Regions from separate parts of the Lactuca sativa genome. Here region 2 is linked to region 1. The links are chromatin contacts, called in public Hi-C maps. All regions are on one chromosome and are shown on one strand. The core of a region is the stretch at or near the end of the contact, and the rest is flanking DNA. Distances in the headings are between cores, read along the strand shown. Region 1 holds the start of LOC111913787 (kinesin-like protein KIN-12E). Region 2 holds the start of LOC111911887 (transcription factor GAMYB).

What was found. A called contact is a pair of places that touch in the nucleus more often than the background predicts.
Region 2: a Hi-C map of leaf shows a contact between it and region 1, with 6 times the contacts expected there. The contact joins the promoter of LOC111911887 here to the promoter of LOC111913787 in region 1. A contact is called at or near these places in 2 of 4 Hi-C or Micro-C datasets (bud and leaf).

The regions. Positions count from the first base shown.
Region 1 is chr2:95,105,610-95,111,460 of Lsat_Salinas_v11, forward strand. It overlaps LOC111913787 (kinesin-like protein KIN-12E), which reads left to right and starts at 2,477. Exons shown (of 20, transcript XM_023909499.3): 1 at 2,477-2,794; 2 at 3,022-3,177; 3 at 3,427-3,510; 4 at 4,079-4,198; 5 at 4,708-4,821; 6 at 5,405-5,497. The coding sequence starts at 2,534.
Region 2 is chr2:95,328,553-95,334,445 of Lsat_Salinas_v11, forward strand. It overlaps LOC111911887 (transcription factor GAMYB), which reads left to right and starts at 1,344. Exons shown (of 4, transcript XM_023907634.3): 1 at 1,344-2,074; 2 at 2,883-3,224; 3 at 4,582-5,458. The coding sequence starts at 2,883.

The DNA of each region.
Region 1 (5,851 bases), core at 1,227-3,726:
CCCCTAAATGATGAGTTCAAGGTGTTCCAAGTCCATTCGATTAAGTCCTTATGTCATTTCTAAGCTCCATGAGTGGTTTAAGAGGGTTTTTAGGCTCCAAAACCCATTTTATATGTGTTCACGGCCCATGAATGTTCCAGGGCCGTAAACACATGTTTATGGTCCCAATACATAGTTTGAACACGGATTTGAAGGTTGAAGAGGTTATACAATGAGTTAGGATGATTACCTTGATGATTTGGAGCTTGAATTGGATGATTTTGGACCAAGAATAAGATTGTAGATAGAGAGTAGTGAGAGAGGGTGCAAAAGCTTCAAAATGAAGTCAATTGAGCTTTATATATGGTTCAAGTTTTGGACACGGTGGAATTCTACCCGATACTGACGTTATACGATGCTTTTGGTCGCACCCGATAAAGTTGCCGTAACCCGATATGGTCGAAACTAAAATTTTTCTAATTGTTAATTTGGAATATTTTCTTGAGTTATTATCGTGTTTGAACACCCATTAATTCATAATAAACGACTCAAATTTAATGAATTAATTTAATAACGAAACGGAAACAATTCGAAAACGACGAATTTTATTGACGGAACGGGTTACAATGACGGGAAGAATTTTAGGTTGTCACAGCATACTAACAACATAATGTAAACATGGGCCGGGCTTGGTGCCTTCGATCCACTAAACCCGGTAAGGAAACTCACCTCGAATGCTGAAATATAACTAGATAAATCCCCGTCCTCGGAAACAACTCTACTCAACCCCTAAACATAAACAATTCCTTAGATACCGATCCATACTTCAAAAACTATAAAAGGTCAAACTTGACCAAAGTCAAAGTCAAAGTCGAAGTTGAAGTCAACGCTCTGAGTTGACTCAACTCGTCGAGTTATCCCATAACTCGTTGAGTTTCCATCAAGCACAACATCGTGATATTTCGATCCAACTCTTCGAGTTTCCCTTTAACTCGCCGAGTTCCTCCTTTTTCAACATAACTGGGACAACCCAACCTAAATTGCCGAGTTCCCTTAAGAACTTGTCGAGTTCTTCGATCAGCCAACCCGCTTAAAGCATTAAGCCACTATTCTTCAAACCGAAGCCCTATCTTCCAGATCTAGACTGATAATGCGTCTAGAAGGGTAAAGTTTCCAACTTTACCCATGAAGAACCACCCCAAAGGCATTAAGCTCAAACCCTAATCCTAAACAACTTAAGCCTTAATCCAAAAAACCACCATATCTTCAAGATACAACTTATGAACACAAATATGGACCTTAAAGGCTAAAAGGTCACGTAAAGGCTAAAAGGTCACGTAAGGTCATGCATGGCCAAATGAAGCTTAAGAGGCCAAAACAAGGGCTTAGAAGGTGCATAGAGCTCTTAGGGCCATAAAGTTGGCACCTTTATGCTATGAAAGCTCCTTAAGACCTTGGATCTGAAAGGGTCTGTCCATATGGGACATCCAACTCCCAATGACCACTTCATTTGGACAAAAACAAGCAAAAGAACACTAAGATGAAGATCTAAGTAACCACAAAGCAAGGTTGAGACTTTTTACCAGAAAGATGTTGAAAATGAAGCAAGGATTCTGGATCTAGCAGCTCCTTCTTGTATCTCCAAGCTCCCATTTCTTCTAATGACTTCAAACACACACAACACATAAAAAAATGGCTCACAATCACTCAAAGATGCCTTAGGGTTTCGAGGTTAGGGTTTAGGATAGTGAAGGCTGGAAATGAGGCCAACTTATAGGGCTTAAGTTGTTTAAATAGGGTGCAAAACCCCGAAATTAGGGTTTCATTTCTTCCAGACAACTTGTTGAGTTGAGGCCTCCTAACTCGTCGAGTTGGTTACTTAAAACACGCGGTCCATAACATTTCAACACGACGAGTTGGGGCTACCAACTCGTCGAGTTGCTCTACAAAATTAAATAATTTAGAAGTTTAAATACATACGAGGAACCAATTGTTACACATTAAGGGGGTGTTTGGATAAATTAAATTATTATTATTATCTTATTGCTTATTAGATTATTTGTCGTGAGAATAAGAAATAAACAAAGAGGGAGATGCTTATTAAAATAAACTTATTTAGTTTATCTCTACCATAATGAAGTGATTTTTAAGGATCTATATCAAAACACTTAAACTTAACTTATCATGATAGGAATAAACAATAAACAATAAACAATAAACACTAAACACCATTTTTTTCCCTATCCAAACACCCCCTAAAACACCTTTAATTACGTCTATTTATGCATTACCATACCGACATAGAAAAATTGGGAAAAAAGAAAAATATTGATTAAAGTTAAGAGTTGAGGGACTAAACATGTACTTTTTAGTTTTTAGACTCGAATAATTCAAACCAGACGCGGCCTCCGCATTTCAAAATTTTCAAATATTGAAAGGTTGAAACCCCCGAACGTTCCACACTCCCACTCCATTTGAATCCAAACCCAAATCTCTCTCTCTCTCTCTCTCTCTCTCTCTCTCTCTCTCTCTCTCTCTCTCTCTCATCAGCTCAATGCCACACATTTCTGAGACTTCGAGCGACTTCAAGACTAGATTTGGTTACCAAGAACATTGCCGTCCATCGGAATCGATGCAGCCACCGATCAGGGGCACGCCAGATCTTCTCAAGTCAGTAATGAAAGAGACGCCTTTGAATTCATCTGCCGTTTCCATTTTCAGAGATAGGGGCGATTATTCATCTATTGCGGTCAATCTGAACGATAGTTTTGAGTTCCGAGAAGATCCAGCCTTCTGGAAAGACCATAATGTGCAGGTACTACTCACTGATTTAGGGTTTCTATTTGACAAATTAGTTCAACATAATGACGAGGCTAGCCAAAGTTTTATAACTTATAGATTCTTCTCATGGTTTCATTCCAAGCTATTTTATTTTTATTCTGATAAACTATGTTGACGATCAATTGGTTCTTAGCTTCCTGAAATTTAAAATTTCTAAGACAAAATTTAAAAAAATTATTCCTGAAATGTTACTGAATGCAGGTTATCATAAGAGTACGTCCTCTTAGCGATTCTGAGATTGCTGTCCAGGGACCAAGTAGATGTGTCAAACAGGGAAGTAGTCAAACTATTACATGGACTGGTCCCCCAGAAGCACGCTTTACCTTTGACCATGTTGCTGATGAACATGTTAGCCAGGTACTTCTGTTTATTTGTGGATTATAACATCCTACTTTTAATTTTCTTTCTACACAGCATTGTACAATTCAAGAACGTTGTACTACTTAAAGTTTATATTTATTAGGACATTATAAGTTAAAATTGGTTTGTATTTGAGGATGTTCCTATAATTGGGTAGATCTTTCAAAGCATTACATGCTGCTGAAGAACATGATAGCCAGATGTGTTTCATTTGTGTGTTTCTTTCATGAACCAATAATATTGTAGGAAATGATGTTCAAAGTTGCTGGAGTACCAATGGTGGAAAACTGCATGGGAGGCTACAATAGCTGCATGTTTGCTTATGGCCAAGTGAGTCTGCCAATTTTTTTGTTCTATTTTCTACATTTCTGCTTATAGTTGATTGATTGATTGAATATTAATATAGATTACAGTTTATTATGGACAAATTGCAGGAACTAGCAACATACTTTACTCTTCTTACTAATATACCGTGAATGTTATTTTTTATCCATAGTAGCAACATACTTTGGTTCTTCACTCATAATAAAGATGTACTTTTCACCGATAATCCCAATATGTAACCTAAACATGTGAAATCTGCTTTATATATAGAATAGAATAGCAAGTTACTTGCATTAATTTACACACAATAACAACACTCTGCAGTTCCTTATCCAAACTGGTAACATACTTATCTTTTTGTAATAGAAAATGGAAAATGAACTTGTAAGCACTTTACAAGTTTTGGGGTAGGTGTTTTTATTTTCAGGAAAGAAATGTAACTGCATTGTTATTATGGGTAGAGATTATGTTGGTGTTTCCTAAAATTTGCTTTTATTATTTTTTGTTCTTCTTGCAAAATTCTAGGTGGGGAAACTTACTTTTTTGTAACATTATTGTAACTGTTTAACTTTAGACTGGTAGTGGAAAGACCCACACTATGCTTGGGGATATCGATGGAGGCTCTCGAAGACATAGTGTCAATTCTGGGATGACACCTAGGGTCTTTGAGTATCTGTTTACGCGGATACAAAAGGTAAGATGCAAGAAATAACAACATACTGTCATTTATATGTTTGCCTACTTTCATTTTTTTTTTTTTTTTCTGTTGCAACATTGTATTTCACTCTTTTTTTTATACTAACACATTGTACTTTAAAAAATCTACCAAAATATAACAGTTATTTATTTATTTTTTCTAACATGACATTATACTCCCAATAATTATTGCAGTGAAAATGGCTTTGTATTTGTATAACATTGCTATAATTGGGTAGATTAATAAAAGTACAATGGTGTAATAGGAAGCAGTAAAAGTAGGATGCTATATAAACTCATCTAAAAATTTTCCTTGAGTTCCTTTTGCCTCTCTCTATGATGAGAATTTTGGCATGTACATAAATTGTACAATAAGTTTGTTTGTTTGTTTTTTTTTTCCTAAATAATTGTACAAGTTATTCTGTTGTCATGGTAGAGATTCTTATAAAAGATCTTGTTCACAATCTAATGTGATACTGATGTGTGTGTCCAACCGAGGTTTTGCAGGAAAAAGAGGCTCGGAGGGAAGAAAAAATACAATACACTTGCAAATGCTCGTTTTTGGAGATATACAATGAGCAAATCCTTGACCTGTTAGATCCATCATCCACCAATTTACAGGTCACACTTACCATAACTTTATTTCTCTCCTTTTCAACTATTAATTTACTTTCCTTTATTAGTTTACTATATATATATATATATATATATATATATATTACAACATTGTAACCATTCTTGTTAAGGCATTGACCTTGAAATATCTGCTCAATTATAGCATTCTACTTCCATATATATATATATATATATATATATATATATATATATATATTTTCAATTAGGACTTCGTATCCAATTATAGCAGTGAAACTGCTTTTGTTTTGGATGACATTGCCAGAGTTGGGTAGATTCTCCAAAGTACAATGCTCTAATAGGAAGAAATGAAAGTGGGATACAATAATAAACAAATCAATGGAAGTACATTGCTATTTTTTGCTTTAACCCTTTTCTTTTTAATAGAAGTATTACATGATTATTGAAGAGCTAGTTTTGTATGGGTCTTTTATGACATTACAAATTTAACGTTGAACTCATGTGTATTGACATAAAGTTCTTGTTTGATTACTCATCATAAATAAGTATCAAACACAATTTATGATTTTCTTGCTACATAAAATATATTAAAGTTCTGTATATATTTCAGATAAGAGAAGACACTAAGAAAGGGGTGTATGTTGATAATCTCAAGGAGATTGAGGTTACAAGTGCTAGAGATGTGATACAACAACTTATTCAGGTCCACTCTGAGTTCTCACTTCTCAGTAGTCAGTATCAATAGTTTATGTTTCTAATTGCATGTTGGAATAAAATCATGTTCTGTTATGTTACAATCAGGAAAAGAATAAAATTCATTCTATTAGAATAAACAAACTGTTTGTTTTATTAGATGGAATGAAATGGACCCTCACCCTTTCTGAAGAAAAAAAGTGATTCCTTTCTGTCTTGTTAATTTTCATTCCTTAGCCTGGGTAGATTCTTTTACTTTATTTTCATTCTGTAATGAAAAGTTGCAACATAACTTATGTAATTTAAATTACCCCAAGTATTCATTCCATTTATACATGCAAATCATGGAATGTAATGATTCATT
Region 2 (5,893 bases), core at 94-2,593, 220 kb after region 1:
CATTTGCATTTGATACGTTTGGTTTCCTCGCGTCGGATACGACGAAGTTTCTTAATAGAGTACAACGAATCATGCATAAAAATGTTATATCTCTTAAATCTATGGATGTATTCTTCAAAACAACTAGTTTTACCATACAAAAAAGCTTAGCTGCGCAACTTGTTGCCCGTTTTTACTCGTTGTATGATGATAACTAATATAAAGTTATTTTGTTATATATATATATATATATATATATATATATATATATATATATATATATATATATATATATATATATATATATATATATATATATATATATATATATATATAACTTTTCAAAAAAAAATCGGGTCTATAAAAAATCTCAAATTATAAGGATAATTTTATTCTTTTGGTTCAGTCTTATTATTTATAATAATAAGACTCCACGAATAAAAATTAAAAAGTTAAAATAGACAAGATAATATTGATATTTATATTGGTTTGATCGGTTTATATATATTTTTGTTAATTTTAATTTCATATATAAATAATATATTAGATTATGGTTACAAAAGTTATTATTAAAACAATAATATCCTTTTAATTATATATATATATATATATATATATATATATATATATATATATATATATATATATATATATATATATAAGCTTAGGTACTCAAACTCATCATGCTATGTCGTTTTGTATCATATAATACATTCTATTTGTCTAATGTTCTTATAAGTTAACTTCTAACTTGATTTACTTTCATTATTTTTGTAAATTACACAAGTATCTTTCTCTTACATAGTTTTCATTTTCAACTACAATATATATAGTCTAACAGGTGTTCGGCAAAAAGATGTGATATAAAAGAAAGATAATAGTGAAATTTCGAAAATCTTGAAAGTAGATCAAGTTAGGGGTTGAAATTTAAGAACATTATAATGAATATATGAAACTAAACGACATATTATAGTGTCTTTGGGTACCTAAGCTTATATACCCTTAAGGGTATATTCACTTTTCCTATATATATATATATATATATATATATATATATATATATATATATATATATATATATATATATATATATATATATATATATATATATATATATATATATATATATATATATATATATATATATATATATATGAGATCTATATTGTTTTCTTTATATATGGTTATATTAACTAAGCCTATTTAGATGGCGTTAATCTACTAGAACTTGAAAGCAAAAAAGACGAAGTATAATAGTTGAGGGACCAAAGATGTGACACATGTAAAGTAAAGCATTAATAAAGAAAGTAGTAATAAAAGGAGGTTTAAAACTCTAAAAGTAACCTGAGGGAGTAGGCGAAGCTGGTACTCCATCCTCATCTATCTCCTATTTTTCCTCTTTATTTGCCATCTCTCTCTCTCTCTCCTCTCTCTCTCTCTCTTCATTCCAACATTGCTTCTTCTCATAGCCCTTTACGCCTCTCTCTCTCTCTCTCTCTCTCTCTCTCTCTCTCTCTCTCTCTCTCTCTCTCTCATTTTTTTTATTTTGAATCCCAAATGTTGATGAAATCTGTATATATGTGTATGTATAAGTGTAATCCTTGAAAAATTCTATGATTGGATCCTCGGTCTTTTTCTTTACTGATCACGGCTAGGGTCTGAGAAACGAATTAATCCTGTATCCCTTTCCTCAAACCATTCACTTTGACATTGGTGTTCCTCTTGTTCTGCTTCTTCTTATTATTTTTTCTTTTTTTTTCTTTTTGATTTTCGATTGTCCCATTCCGTTTGCTTTTGATTTCAACTAGATCTGCATATGGGTCTATTATTAGGGGATATATAGATTCTTTTTACGGTATTTTAGCTACTACCAGATTTGAATTCAGCAATCAAGTGTTGGAATTGAGGATTTTAGTTTGATATTGAATTCATCGTAATTCCAGCGAAGTTTGTGGCTTTAGCTGTTAGTTGTGTTTCTTTTTTTGCTTATTAGATTGAATTCAATTTACAGTTTCTATCAGTGTGTCCACCATTTATTGTTTGTCCAATGACGAGGAATTGATATTTCTTCAGCAATCTAGCGTTCTTCGTTAAGGTAAAACCCTCGCTTGCCTTCCAATTTCAGATTTTTTTTTCTTCTTATGGATGTAAAACTGTGCGAGTGAGTTTATTCACTTATAGTAAGCTCGATTCTTCCGGTCTTTTATTTATTATGATATTAAATATCAGGAAGCGTATTAATGGAGACTAAGCAAAGTTATTAATAAATATTATTCATGTGGGTTTGATAGAGTAGTTTAATTGCTTTATATGGTAAATTGGAAGTGATTTTTGATGTTAGAAAAATGAATCTATGTGCTACTGTTTTTTGTGGGATTTGGGGTGAGGTGAAGAGCCTCTACATGATAGGTGATAGGTCCATTTCTTACTTGATGCTGGATTATTTCTTGCCAATTTTTATTCAGTTTTCAGAGGCAATTGTGGGTTTTAGATATTGTTTTAAAGAAATCTGTTGAGTATTCAATCCTGACATGATGAATTCATATTCTATTACAATAGTTCCTTAGTATTAGAGGCTGTTTGGATGGGCTTTTTGAAAGTGCTTATTTAACTTCAAGCGACAATGATGAGTTTCTAGTTTCATACTAGTTAGCAGGTAGCAGCAACAAAATTAATCATCAAATCAAAGGGTAGAGAAAAACTACTTATATACCCTTATTTTATCTTACTACTTTGTTACTAATGAAGATTTTCCATGAAAAGTGATTATTATAACTTGAAGGTGCAGAAGAAGTTTTAGTTCTAAAATGACACCTCTTAAAAGTTTGTTAGTATTTGGAAAGATTTGTTCCACTCTGCTGATAGATAGCTATATGTTTGTTTGTCATGTGTGTGTTATGAAGATGAGCAACATGACAAGTGAAAGCGAGGAGAGAATAAATTCACCGAATGATGAAGCCAGCAGTGAAAGAAACATGATAGGAAATGGGACACTGAAGAAAGGTCCATGGACATCTGCTGAAGATGCAATTTTGGTGGATTATGTGAACAAAAACGGAGAGGGGAATTGGAATGCTGTTCAGAAGCACTCTGGGCTTTCTCGTTGTGGTAAAAGCTGTCGTTTAAGGTGGGCAAATCACTTAAGACCTGATCTCAAAAAAGGTGCCTTTACACCAGAGGAGGAACGCCGGATCATTGAACTCCATGCTAAAATGGGGAACAAATGGGCACGCATGGCTATTGAGGTGCTTCCCAATTACATTTGCAGTTTTTTCTTTTTTTAATTCCAGTCCTTCCTTAGCTGCTATATCCAAGCAACTTGCATGCATTGATATTCTTTTGTGAATGTAAATTGATATTATATGTGTGTTTGCATGTCCAAACTTATTATTCCTTGCTTTCTTTTGATTGTTCTTCACAATAAGTCCACATTTGTAAGTAGACATGCATACATACACACATTTAATAGCATATTATATACATACAAAGACATCCTACTAAGCATATGTCTTCAGCACTTGAGAAAAAGATTCTAAGAAAATCTGAGAAATAAGTTTGGCAATAGTAACTCTCATGTTTGATGTTCTGTTTTAGTTTTATTTCTTTCCACCATACACATTCTGACCTGTTCCATGAGCTGAATGATTATATATGTCTGTGCATAATTTCAAGTATTCCCCTTGAGTTGGTCTTGCTATATGATAAATCAAGGTTAATGGAAAACTGATTATGCATAGTTAGAACTTTCTTCTATGCTTCTTGCTAAGATAGGAATGCTTGAAAGTAGGGTATCTAAGGTGTGTTTCTTTTTGACTTAATAAACTTAATGAGGAGGAAGCTATACATACATATTAACGTTTCTTTTTTACTTAATAGAGAAAGTCAGGGAAATGAGAGTCTCCCCATTAAGTCCTAATCTTTTACAAATTTTCCCTCATTTATTTGTCCCATCCAATTCCCCAAGTATGTGATAATGTGTAAATTTATATGCATACATGTGTATGACCTTGAACTTGGAAACATAGAAATCGATGAGTCAAATTGTTACATGTTTTAGTTTTTTTTACATATGTCAAATATGTTGTATTTAATTATTTGAAACATTCATAATTAGTTCTATCAAATATTTAAGATCACTTATCATTATTTATATAAAGAAAGTATAGAAGTATTTTTATAAAACATTTGTTCATTAAGCACTTCCTACAGAAAGAAATAATTTATTTTGACAACAGTTCCTGTAGGCAATTAGTGAAGTAGTAGGAGCAAATGAGTTTCTAAAACCTTGAAGAAGTTGGTTGTAGATTGATAGAAACTTTATGAGGAAAAACTTGAGTCCTGTTAGTGGATGAAGTTTGTGTTGTATAAGAATAAGGAGAAGATTAAGAAGAAGCTAGTATTTGGGCATGTTTAAAGCTAATTATGGTGATAAAGACTTAAGTAGTTGCTGAACATTTAAATGAAAGTATGTTGCTATTTCTTGCTAATTAGACGGACATGCGAAATGCAAAAGTTGTGTGTGTATATTTGTAGTTGAACTGAAATTATGTAAGTTTATTTATAGTGTAATAAAATAAAATGGTGATTGGTTTTTGTTATCAGTTACCCGGACGTACAGATAATGAAATCAAGAATTTCTGGAACACAAGAACCAAGAGACGACAGCGTGCAGGTTTACCGATTTACCCTCCAGACGTATGCCTCCAAACACTAAACGACAACACACAATCCCAAAACATGGGCACATTCCCAAATGGAGATACATCATCATCACATCCTGAAATCTTGCCAAATAACAACTTCCAAATCCCAGCAGTGGAGTTCAAGAATTTAGGATTAAGCCATGAGTTATTTGCCCCAAGCCTCCTGGATAATTTTCTTGATATTCCCGGAAATACCCTCCTCGGATCCAATTTCCTATTCCCGATTTCACATCCTCCCAAAAGAATCAGAAGATCCGATCCATCATATCCCATCTATGATGGTGGTTTGAATGATATTTTTCAATATGAAGATTCGTCCTTTTCAGGCAGCCATGCCTTTTTAAATGGCAACACTTCTTCTTCTGATCCCATTTCATGGGCCACGAAGATGGAGCTCCCTTCACTCCAATATTCTTCTACCCAAAAAATGGGTAGCTGTGGTGCACCTTCTTCCCCGCTGCCTTCTCTTGAATCTGTTGATACTTTGATCCAATCTGCTCTGATTGGTCATCAAAAGTCGGATAATAGGAACAGCGGTTTGTTGGAAGCAGTGCTCTACGAATCACAAACTTTGAAAACCTCAAATTCGAAGAATTCCAATTCTAATTCCAATTCCAATGATGCTGCTGCTGCCTGTTCATCTGATGATGATGACTGGGAAGCTTATGGGGACCCCATGTCACCCTTGGGTCATTCTGCTGCATCGGTCTTCAGTGAATATACTCCTCATACCTCACTCGATGAACATCATGATCAATCCCTCGAGGCTATTTCAGGTGATATATTACCATCCTACCTTCATTTCTTTCTATATTAACTACCTAGTTCAGTTTTTTTTTCCTTATCAGGATATTATAATTGTTTGTATATATATATTCTTCAAACTACAATGTTCTGTTATAGGAATGGATTCTGTAGATTTTATCAAGTACAGTGCCTTATAAAGAAAAAAAAAATGAAAGTATAATGGACAAATGAGGGAATGTAGGTTGCATTTAGCCCTTTTTTGTGCAACACCTTCAAATAACTGTGTATCATTTAGAACAACAATCAATATGAATCGTTCAAGTCTATCCTTATTCTTTTGATGAAATTCCCTTTTTATTTATTTTGCGTCTGTGATGTGAAAGTAGGATACTATATATATAATACACAAATAAATGGAAAGTAGGTTGCTATTTCTTGCATTTAGCCGATTTACGCCACTCAAT